Linked DNA regions of Sus scrofa: regions 2 and 3 are each linked to region 1. The links are chromatin contacts, called in public HiChIP or PLAC-seq maps. All regions are on one chromosome and are shown on one strand. The core of a region is the stretch at or near the end of the contact, and the rest is flanking DNA. Distances in the headings are between cores, read along the strand shown. Region 1 holds the start of POLD3 (polymerase (DNA-directed), delta 3, accessory subunit). Region 2 holds the start of PGM2L1 (glucose 1,6-bisphosphate synthase). Region 3 holds the start of RNF169 (E3 ubiquitin-protein ligase RNF169).

Region 1 (3,481 bases), core at 966-3,465:
TCTCACACTGTCATAAAGCCTGCGTCCAACGCTGGTTGACCTCACTATCAACATTAAAGTGTCTCAGGAACACCCAGACAGGCCTGAGGAGCACGCACGTGTGAAAACGTTACAAAGACGTTTGGGACAACAGCCATATAAATCTGAGATGTAAATAAAATCAGCTAGTCCATTTAATGAACTTGAAGTAACAAAGTGATGAAGCAGAAGACAAGGCTACAAATAAATCCAGTAAACGCATCACCACACATTTGTATACAAGTCCACCCACCTCCTAAATAATAGACAAAACAGTATTCTTTCTCATTTCCCCAGAGGGCCGGGGGGGGGGGTGGTTTTAACATAGAGACTTCCTGTACACTAACAACACAGCAAAAGAAAAAAAAATTTCCAATCTGATTAAAACAGTAATAAATTGTACTTACTGGAGTTCCCGTCGTGGCGCAGTGGTTAACGAATCCAACTAGGAACCATGAGGTTTCGGGTTCGATCCCTGGCCTTGCTCAGTGGCTTAAGGATCCAGCGTTGCCGTGAGCTGTGGTGTAGGTCACAGACGTGGCTCGGATCCCGAGTTGCTGTGGCTCTGGCGTAGGCCGGTGGCTACAGATCTGATTAGACCCTAGCCTGGGAACCTCCATATGCTGCGGGAGCAGCCCTAAAGGACAAAAAGACCGAAAATAAATAAATAAATAAATTGTACTTACTGTTTGGCCTGATTAACATGAACTCCTAGTGTATAGCTCAGCCATTTGTATGTCACCTGCAAGAAGAAGAAATTTTTTAAATGTTTTATGATGACTCCAGAGTGAGGGTCAGTCCCAAGGGCTCCTCAAGATTCTTACTCTCAGATGATAATGCATTATAAATTACATTAGATGCCACCCCAGTTTTGCCAAGAGCTGTCCGTCTGGGCAGGGAGGATCACGGTATTTATCTTGCAGATACTAAGAAGTTTGTATCGCAGATCAATTCATGCAAAAGAGTCTAAAAAGAAAGCCTGAATATACATAGGAAAAGCTCTTACTTTCCTCACACTCCTTGTTTTACTAAGCCCCCCCCCACATTCTGCCTTTTTTTGGGCCACCACCAGAAACTATCTTCAAACTCAACCGGAAGCCAGGTTACTCTGGACTGTATGACTCCAACTTCTGAGGAAAGGTGCAGCCATACAAACATTAGAGCGCCCACAGGTGGTGCCGGGTCAGGTAATGAGTGAAGTGGTTGAATAGTGTATCAGGGGTGAGATTGGGAACAACTGGCATCAAGCTTTGTTCCCCCTGCCATCCCTCCTTGACCTCTCCTGTCATTTGCCACTTCCTCCCAACCTGTCGAGTTTCCAACAATCAGAAAACTTACAAAGGTTAGGCAAAAGCGGTGTGATGTGGAGGAAATCACTAGCAAGAGACAAATCTAGGCTGGAAAACTGATTATCCCTTACTAACCGCAAGCAAAGACATTATCTGGTCCCTCTGCTTCAACTGCCTTTTGTAGGGATACTTCCACCGACTTCTAGCGGGTCGCTGTAAAGATTAAACGCAGTCATGTGTATCCAAGCTCACAGCAAGCCCTCAATCTTCCCGATTTGCGAAACGCACTCACATTCATCGTCTCACTTGAATCTTGACTCTAACCCTGCGAGGCAGGTCAAACCTCTATCAACACCAAACTTCCGGGAAGAGGAAAACAACGGACGGTCGGAGGGTTTGCACAACTTATCACTTAACCCGGCTAAGACACAAATTTCCTCAAGGGTAACTTAGGACTTCAAACTTGTCAGACAGGTGTAGAGAGACCTGAGAAACGCTATCAATGAACGCTCCTCCCTCCGCGCCTGACCCCCGCGGCGCGTGGTCGGGGCGCAGAGCCCAGCACGCCCACCCCAGGGACGCGGGTTCGCGCGACAAGGAGAGCTCCTCCCCGGCGAGGCCTCGCTCGCTCTGGGACACTAGGCACGGGGACGAGACCCCCTCGGCCAGTCCCCACCCGGCCACACGCACAGGGGTCAAGGCCCCCGCCGGCCTCACCGGGCCCAGGACCCCAGTCGCGCGCCCGCATCCCCCAGCCCGAAGTCCTCACGATTTTGTTCTGGTCCGTGACGAACTCGTCTATATTTTCCAGATAAAACTGGTCCGCCATGGTGCCGCCGTGCCGGGCCCCGCCGCCTCGGAGCTCCCCCGCGCCGCCACAACCGCGGCTCCCGCCGGCGGGAAACGTCTCTTTAGCCCCCCACGTCCCGGGTCGTTTCCCACGGCAACGGAAGCGACGCGCTACGGCGGCCGCCGAGGGTCAAACGAGGCTCGGAGACGGCGCTGGCTGAAGTAGGCGGGGCTAATAGGAGCGAACGGAAGTGAGGAGCCGGGGTGCGGGCGTGCCCTGCAGGCGCTGTCTGTAGAACCTTGGTTTCTACTCTCAGCTCTGCCGCTCGGTGAGCAACTCAGGGCAAAATAGCTCACCTGTAGGAGCCGCAGTCTTTCCACTTGTAAACTGATAAAATAATCCTTGCCCTTGCATGCGTGTATTCAACAAGTATTAAGTACCCCATCTATTCCAGGCACTTAGGCACTGGGACACAGCAGTGAACAATAAAGACAGAAATAAACAAGTATTTTAGTAAAGTCCTCCCAGCTGTGATAAAGTACTGCCTGTTAGAATCTCAGAATGGAGAAATTAGGGAAGGTTTTCCAGAGGGGATGAGAGAGGGGAGTGTTTGCTGGGAAGAGAAGGAATTTCATTATGGCTGGAATGCTGGGAGAGGGCAATGAGAGATGAGACAGAAGAATCCAAAGGATGCTGTGCCTTCCAAGTTGTGTGAGGGGACACGTGAACTTTATTCTCAAGAAGTTTTCAAATTGGGGAATTCCAACTAAAATGTCTCCTAACATCAGCTAAAATACCCTTCAGCATAAGCCAGTGAATTTCAGTAGGGCAGCCTAATGGATAATGGAGCAGGCTCTAGAGTTAGACCTGGGCTTTGAATCTTGGTTTTGATATTTGTTGTGTGGACTTAGGTAAGTTATTTAACCACTGCAAGCCTGTTTCCTATCTCTAAGATGGAAATAGTAATAGCACCCTCTTCAAATGTTGGTTGCAACATGCATTTATTCAAGGTAAAGTCAGCCAAAGCCCACTAAGGGCCAGGCATTGTTCTGGGTGCTGGGGTACTGGAGATACAGCTGTGATCAGTATTACACAGAGCCTGTTCACAAGTAGCTTCCATTTTCTTGGAGATTTTTTTTTTTTTTTTTTTGGCTATTTTCTTTGCTCTTCCATTATAGCACTTGCATTAATTCTGTACCTCTCCTCTTGTCTCAGTCATTTAGACTACATGGAAATCCATTGTCTATTTTTCTTTTTTTTTTCTTTTTTTTGTCTTTTTGCTGTTTCTTTGGGCTGCTCCCACGGCACATGGAGGTTCCCAGGCTAGGGGTCCAATCAGAGCTGTAGCCACCGGCCTACACCACAGCCACAGCAACTCGGGATC
Region 2 (3,391 bases), core at 785-3,284, 140 kb after region 1:
CAATGGTCAATGGGTTCGAATGGCCCTTTACCTTTTTCTCTATTATTAACTTTTTTCCTTCAAAGCCCATTGCTGGTCCCTTCAGCCACTTGGTTTTACCAACTACCTCATACTCTGAATTCTTAACAGCTGTCTGCAGCAGGTATTTGACGTTTATCATGGGCTATGTCTTTGGCAAACATCCTGTCTCTGCAAATTTTATTTTTAAAAATGAGTAATTATGTTTTATAGTTTCTTATAGCCTCGGCTCCTGGCATAATACTCGGTGTAGAGAACATATGTGTTTAACAGACATTCATGATGGACAATAACAATGATGAGAGCAAAGGGTGAATTTCTCCCCAGGACACGTGGTTATTTCCCAGGCCTTGTGTGATTAAAAGAACCTGCTGACTCCGTAAAGGAAACACTCAACTGATTAGCAAAAACTGTAATTCCCAACTACAGCATATTATATTCCAGGAATTGGTGCTACAATCCATTTGTAGCTCGGTAGTTTGAATTTCATTATGGTAAATGGCACTTTTAGAGGAACGAAAGGAATATTTTGAATTTATTATTTCTTTTATCTGTGAACCTCAAAGCATTTTAAAGCCATTTATTAAGTTGCTGTAGCCAAGGTGTAAATATTATTATTTTGGTCTTTTTGTCTTTTCTAGGGCCGCACCGGCGGCATGTGGAAGTTCCCAGGATAGGGGTCCAATTAGAGCTGTAGCCTCCCGCCTACACCAGAGCCGCAGCAACGCGGGATCCGAGCCGCATCTGCGAGCTACACCACAGCTCACGGCAACCCCGGATCCTTAACCCACTGAGCAAGGGCAGGGATGGAACCCGCAACCTCATGGTTCCTAATCGGATTCGCTAACCACTGAAACCACGACAGGAACTCCAAAGGTGTAAATATTATTATACCCTCCTTACAAAAACGTCCACCAGCGAAAGAGTTGTAAGGTACTTGGTTAAAGTATCGAGCTATTGTAAGAAGGTTACATCAAGAAACTCAGTAACAGCTGTGTCTGACTAAGCACCATGTCAGGTAAGCACTTAGCATCTCCCACACTTCGTCTTGCGAAGAGAGGAGGCCAAAATAAGGTGAAATTTAAGATTGCAATCATCTTTCCTCTCCCTCTGTATTCCTATTCCTCTTTGCACTCTGTTAAGATGCTCACACATTCTTACTCATGCTTAATTAAATGCTAACACATCTTTCGTCTTTCACAACTTGTCTTTTTCCCCTCCAGTCATCTTGTTCTCCCTACCTCCCAGTCCACTGTAGCAGCAGAGCAAAAAGAAGTGCCAGCTGAGATCTGAAACGAGGTTGGAACCCTCGTCCAGGCACTTAGGAATTCCGTCTCTTTGAGAAGGTCGGGTTCACTCAGAGGCAGTTTCCTCTTTGTGTGTAAAATGGGGATGGATCACGTCTAATTTACTCTGTCACAGGATGGGTGAAACCACAGGTCGCGATTCGTAAATTGTAAAGCACACTCCCTTACTGTACCTGTCTTGTTTAATTTAATTGAAGCCCGGGGCCACAACGTGAAGGTTCCTAAACCGACAGGGTGTGCCCGCAGGGACCAGCCTAGAGGTCTTTTATCCTTTGAGAAAACGCAGGGCATGGAGTTGCTGGGAGGCGTAGTCTTTGCCGCAGTCTCAACACACCGCTGGGAAAGAAAAGAACTACAACTCCCGTGAGGCCGTGCGGAGACAGCCGGGCGCACCCTCCCGCCAGCGCGAGCCTTGAGACTAAACGGGAGGGGGCCTTCGCGCGCCCTGCGGGCTCACACGGGAGCCCTGGGGCGCCCCTCGGTGGCTGAGCCAGAAAAGGAGACGCATGGGAGTCTGCGGGGATCGTAACAAGGACAAAGCACATGGAAAAAGGCAAATTAAAAACTAAAAATCGTTCCTCACCACCTGGCGGGCCCTAACTCGTGGGGCTAGGAAGGCGTCGCTTCCCGGCCAGCGCCTCCCACCGCCCGGTGCCCCGGGGGCTTAAATCTGCAGGGGCGGGAAGGGGCGGGGCCGGCGGCGCGGGTGGGGCGGGGCCTAAGGCGGCGAGCGCTGCTGGCGGCGGCGGCCACAACCCAGACATCTGGGACTGTTGTTCTCTCGCGGCGGGACCGCCTCGGTCCGTTCGCCCAGAGAGACCGGGAGCTGGTCTAGTGGGGAGCGGGCGGCCGCGCGCCCCCTCTCGTGCTTCCCCGAAGCTGCGCAGGAGCTGGCACAAACATCCTGCGGCTGGTCTCCAATGCCCTTCAGTGAGGAGGGGGCGTCGCGACCCTGGTGAGCGTACGTCAAGCCCTTCCAGTTCGGTGTCTGCGCGGGTCCCCTAGGCCCGCACCCCCGTCAGGCTGCCATGGCTGAAAACGCAGAGGGAGACCTGAACTCCAACCTGCTCCACACCCCCTACCACACCGGGGACCCTCAGCTAGACACGGCCATCGGGCAGTGGCTGCGTTGGGATAAGGTGGGTACCTGGTCGGCTCGGCATCCGCCCTCTCCTCCCGCCCCCCACCCCTTACACTGTACGCCCTTTCGCGTCCCCACCCGCTGCCCGGCGGGCTGTGGGGGAGACGGCTCCCGCCGCCGGGCGGGGGTCAGCGGAGTCGGGCGTTACCACGCACCTATGCTTGGGCTGCCTCCTGGGACCATTTAAGCTGAGAAGGAACGCCTGTAGTCGCTTCCTTTTGCAGTGAGCGAAATTGCAACCTCCCTTCCTCCTCCGCCCCCCCCCCCCAGGTGTATGTCATCTCTCTCAAAAAATAATAATAGTATAACATCATCATCATCATCATAAGCTCTACCCTTACTGGAGCTATTTCCTTTTCCCTTTCTTCTCCCTTGACTTCCTATTTAACAAATCTGAAAGTGGTTTTGTTGGGTTTCGCCCCCCCCTCCCCGTTTCCCCCCGCACCCTTCTTGGACGTTTCTAACCGCTATCCGCTTTAGTCCTGGTCCGGTGTGTTTCCACCTTTCGTCGCTAGGTAATCGCCGGTCTTTTATCACTCCCTGGTATATTCTCTAATATCACCTTTTGCTTTTGAGAAAGGTAGAGGTTCTCTTTCTTTCTCGGCCAGGAGTTGTTTTCTGGAAGTATCCTGTTCCAGAAATCGTTTTCCAGGTTTCATGTGATGTTTCTGACACAGAATTGTTTTTGCTTTACCGACTCCCTCCCCATTCCTCCCACTCCTCCAAATTGTTGCGGCGATTTCCTCTTGTGCGGGCATATGGGATGGATATGTGAGAGCTAGAATTAAAATAGAGCTAGCTCGCTTGAAAAGAGGCCCCTGGTGGCTCCAACCAGAGGAAGATGATCCAGGCTTTTGCTTTGTGAAAGTCTAAATGCATTCGCTCATGTAGAGAGGACAATATGTTTAAATGGAGTTACTGATAC
Region 3 (3,483 bases), core at 201-2,700, 160 kb before region 1:
AGGTGTGTCTCAGAGAGTCCCGAGTTATAACACTGATTTGTTTTGTGTTTTAAACAGGGCACTTGCTATGTCAAGCTCAGCACCGAAGAGTGGCAGGCTGCTGGCGGGGGTGGGGCAAGAAAGGCAAAGAAGTCGAAAGCAACAGTCCTACTACAAACTTTGAATTGCCAGGATAATAACCGGAAACCTACGCTGCCATGGAGACAGCCCCCGCCAACCAACCTCCATTTGCAAAACTTTTAACCCCCAACCACCTTTTTCTTGAAGAGCTCTACTAGAGATTATTAGTGTTATTATAAATGCCATCATGTATCGTTTCTGCTCGGTGCCAGGCTCTGTGCTAAGCATGCATTTTTCAAGATTCTGTGCAAACTGCACATGTGAGCTCATTCTCGCAACCCACTCTCCCCTCGAGTCTGAAAAGCTCCCTTCACATCCTCAAAATCGACCGGTCCCCTAAACTCCGGACACTCCACACTTCTCACTGACCCATTCAGGATCAGGAGTCGCATCCTTACAAGCAATGCCACGCCAAGCTCCTCACCAAACACTAAACCAAGCAAGCATTTCTCTGATTCTCCACGGCCCCTGCCAAGTTCGGTACCCCGTTCCACTCGCCAAATCCAACCTGGCCCTAACTTGTTCCAAGAAGGCTCCGGTTCCCTCCAAACTTCCGACTTACGTAAAGCGCGGGATCCCCTCACCGCCCCTCCAAATCCTGCCCGTACTTCGCTGCGAAGTTCAAAATTCATCCAAACAGACCGCACCTGGGCAGCGCCCGGTTGCAACCCCTCGAGACCTCTCCACGCCCGCTCGAGCAGGGCCTGGGACCCGCCACCCGCTAACCAGGCCGGGCCGGGGCGCCGCGGCCTCGCTCCGGACCCCAAGGGGAGGAGGGGAGGCTCCACCTGGCTCCGCGGGCGCGGCGCGCGGCTCCTGCTCCGGCCTGGGCCCCGCGACGGCCGCGCCCCCGTCCCGACGCGGGCGGCAGCGCTCCGGTGGGCCGCGGCGGGCGCGCTCGCCCAGCACCTCGGCGTCGGCCTGCTCGTCGTCGCGGGCCCGACGGCAGGCCCAGCCCGGGCCGCGGGCGCGGCAGCGCGGGCAGCCGGGGCCCGCCGCGTCGGCGGCGCGCTGGGCGCAGCCTCGGCACAGCGAGTGGCCGCAGGGCAGAGCCGCCGCTTCCCCCGAGGTCTCCAGGCACCCGGCGCAGCCCGACTCCTCCGGCCGCGGCGGTAGCGGCGGCTGCAGCAACGGCGGCGGCAGCACCAGCAGCGCGGGGCCGGAGGCCGGGCCTGGGGTTCCTGTCTTGGCTGCCGCCATCTCGTCACAGCGGCCCCGCCGACCCCGCCGACTCAGAGCGGCCGCTGCCGCCGCGGAAGAGGCCCGAGTACTCGGACCTGCCGCCGCCATCTTGTTTCCCGTTTGAAGGCAGAGTCCGTTGCGAGGGAGAAGAGTAGAGGGCGGGGCCGTGCGCGGCGGGCAGCGCCATATACATATTCATGAGGGGCGGGGCTCCAGAGGAGGCCCGCCCGGGACCGGGTTGGCGGGAGGTGAAGTCGCGTTAATATTTATTAGTTATCCTTCCTCTCTCCTGTCTTCAGCCTCGCTTTCCAGTCTTTGGCAATTTCCTCTTATTGAACCAAAATAAGTTGAGAACTGAGGAATTTATGTGTAAACGCTGAACAACATTAAACCTTCTGAAGCAATGACACTTGTTTACCCTGCAATACTCTGATAACGGGCTGACGTGAGTGGGGATTATGTGAATTATCCAGAACCCTGCCTCCGTGCTTCATTTGATGGGCGGTAGCTGTTGGGACCAGCAACTAACTGCCAAAAATAACAGCTTCTTGTCAGTCCTCATCTCTGCATACCCTCTCTCTCCACATCCCTTCCTGAAACTTCCCTCCCTTGGTTTGCGAAACCACACTTTCCTGGTTTTACCCCCACCGTCTCAGCTCTTCGATTCCGCTCTTGAGCCCTCTCCCTTGTTCTCGGCTTCAGTGTGGGTATTACTCGAGGCTCTGGCCTCAGTCCTCTCCTTACTCCTTTCCGTGCAGTGCCCATCCCCACGGCCCCCGCCCCCTCCGTACCCCCGTTTTCTTCCAGCTGAAACTCCTGAATGGGTATCTGCAGCCCAGCCCTGCATAGTCAACTGCCTGAGGGAAACATCATCTTGGATGCCTGCATCCCTCACGTGCTCAAGTCACTGTCTCCCACCCTCCTTTCCAAACAGCTCTTCTTATTTCCCTCATTCTATTCAAGGCACTATTTTCCCACTTCCTCAAGCGCCAAACCTGGTAATCTTTACTTCTGCCTCATCCCCCACATCTGTCGGTTTCCTAGTCCTGCCAGTTCTCCCACCAAAATGACCCTTTTCCCACCCCTCCCCTCCTCTTCATCCCATTCCCACTGCCCAATTCACGTGTCATCATCTTTTACCTAGATTATTGCAGCGGCTTCTATGAATTGTCTCCCAGCCCACAGACTCTTCCTCCAATCCATCCTTCAGAGGTCTCAGAGTCGCTTCCTAAAGGACAGCTCTGACCATGCCATTCCTTCTTGGCTGAGTCACCGAGTGAGGTGCTCAGACTTTGGTGCCAGCCCGCTCTTGGGACACAGAGGGTATGGGAGAAGCAATGGCTTCTCTCTGATAGAGACATGGGTTTGCTACAGCAATTCTCCCACTCTTTGCTTTTTTTTTTTTTTTCCCCTCAATAAAGTACATTTGGAGCAGGAAGGCATTAAAGAAATGGCATTTCCTGTTGGGAATCTTTATGGGAATGCACAAGTTTTGTAAGGAGAGAGAAATTAAAAAAAAAAAAAAAAAACCAGCATCATGTAATGGAAGGCATCAGAGACCCTGGGTTTCCACGAGATTGCCTGGAAACAGTGCCTGAGCTGATAGTAAACCAGTCCAAGGCAGAGTGATTGGTGGGAGTCAGAGAGCAGAGAAAAGACGTGGATTCCCAAAATGAGAACCAGATGGCTACAGCACGGTCAAGAACAGAAGAAGGTCAATGAGTAATTGAAGCAAGAGCTTGTGTGCACAGAGGCCCAGACCATCAGCATCCTGCCAAACACAGAAGCATGGCCTCAGCCAGACTGTCCTTTCTCCAGGGATCCTCTTTCTTTCACGTCCCACTTGAGGTTCTTGAGGACTCTTTGCCCACATTTTGACAGGGGAGGCCTGTGGTCCAGATATCAAGCCAATTACCATCAGACATGGGGTGAGCTGTTCACTCTTGACAAGCTGGGGCTCTTAGTCTGAAGTCTCTTTACGGGTGGAGAACCACCAAAATGTAGCCTTCACACAAAGAGAGGAAATGTCTTTGTGCAGAGGGAGAAAGCAAGAGTTCTGAGTAGCACCAGACCAAAACCCAGGAGATGGAGAATCACCTGTGGCCACCTTCTCCCTCGCACTAACTCGTATGATCTCAAACAGAAAAATTCTCTCTGGACCTCAGTCACCTTATCTGTAAA

The links. HiChIP or PLAC-seq counts read pairs in DNA pulled down with a chosen protein or histone mark.
Region 2: a contact with region 1 is called in an H3K27ac HiChIP or PLAC-seq map of alveolar macrophages. The contact joins the promoter of PGM2L1 here to the promoter of POLD3 in region 1. A contact is called at or near these places in 1 of 5 promoter capture datasets (liver), 2 of 47 Hi-C or Micro-C datasets (liver and skeletal muscle) and 1 of 2 datasets of contacts at active chromatin or transcription factors (alveolar macrophages).
Region 3: an H3K27ac HiChIP or PLAC-seq map of alveolar macrophages shows a contact between it and region 1. The contact joins the promoter of RNF169 here to the promoter of POLD3 in region 1. A contact is called at or near these places in 1 of 47 Hi-C or Micro-C datasets (mesenteric adipose tissue) and 1 of 2 datasets of contacts at active chromatin or transcription factors (alveolar macrophages).

The regions. Positions count from the first base shown.
Region 1 is chr9:8,905,225-8,908,705 of Sscrofa11.1, reverse strand. It overlaps POLD3 (polymerase (DNA-directed), delta 3, accessory subunit), which reads right to left and starts at 2,215. Exons shown (of 14, transcript NM_001244235.1): 1 at 2,077-2,215; 2 at 705-760. The coding sequence starts at 2,136.
Region 2 is chr9:8,760,364-8,763,754 of Sscrofa11.1, reverse strand. PGM2L1 (glucose 1,6-bisphosphate synthase) reads left to right here and starts at 2,034. Exons shown (of 14, transcript XM_003129639.5): 1 at 2,034-2,464. The coding sequence starts at 2,354.
Region 3 is chr9:9,067,743-9,071,225 of Sscrofa11.1, reverse strand. RNF169 (E3 ubiquitin-protein ligase RNF169) reads right to left here and starts at 1,450. Exons shown (of 8, transcript XM_021062509.1): 1 at 909-1,450. The coding sequence starts at 1,410.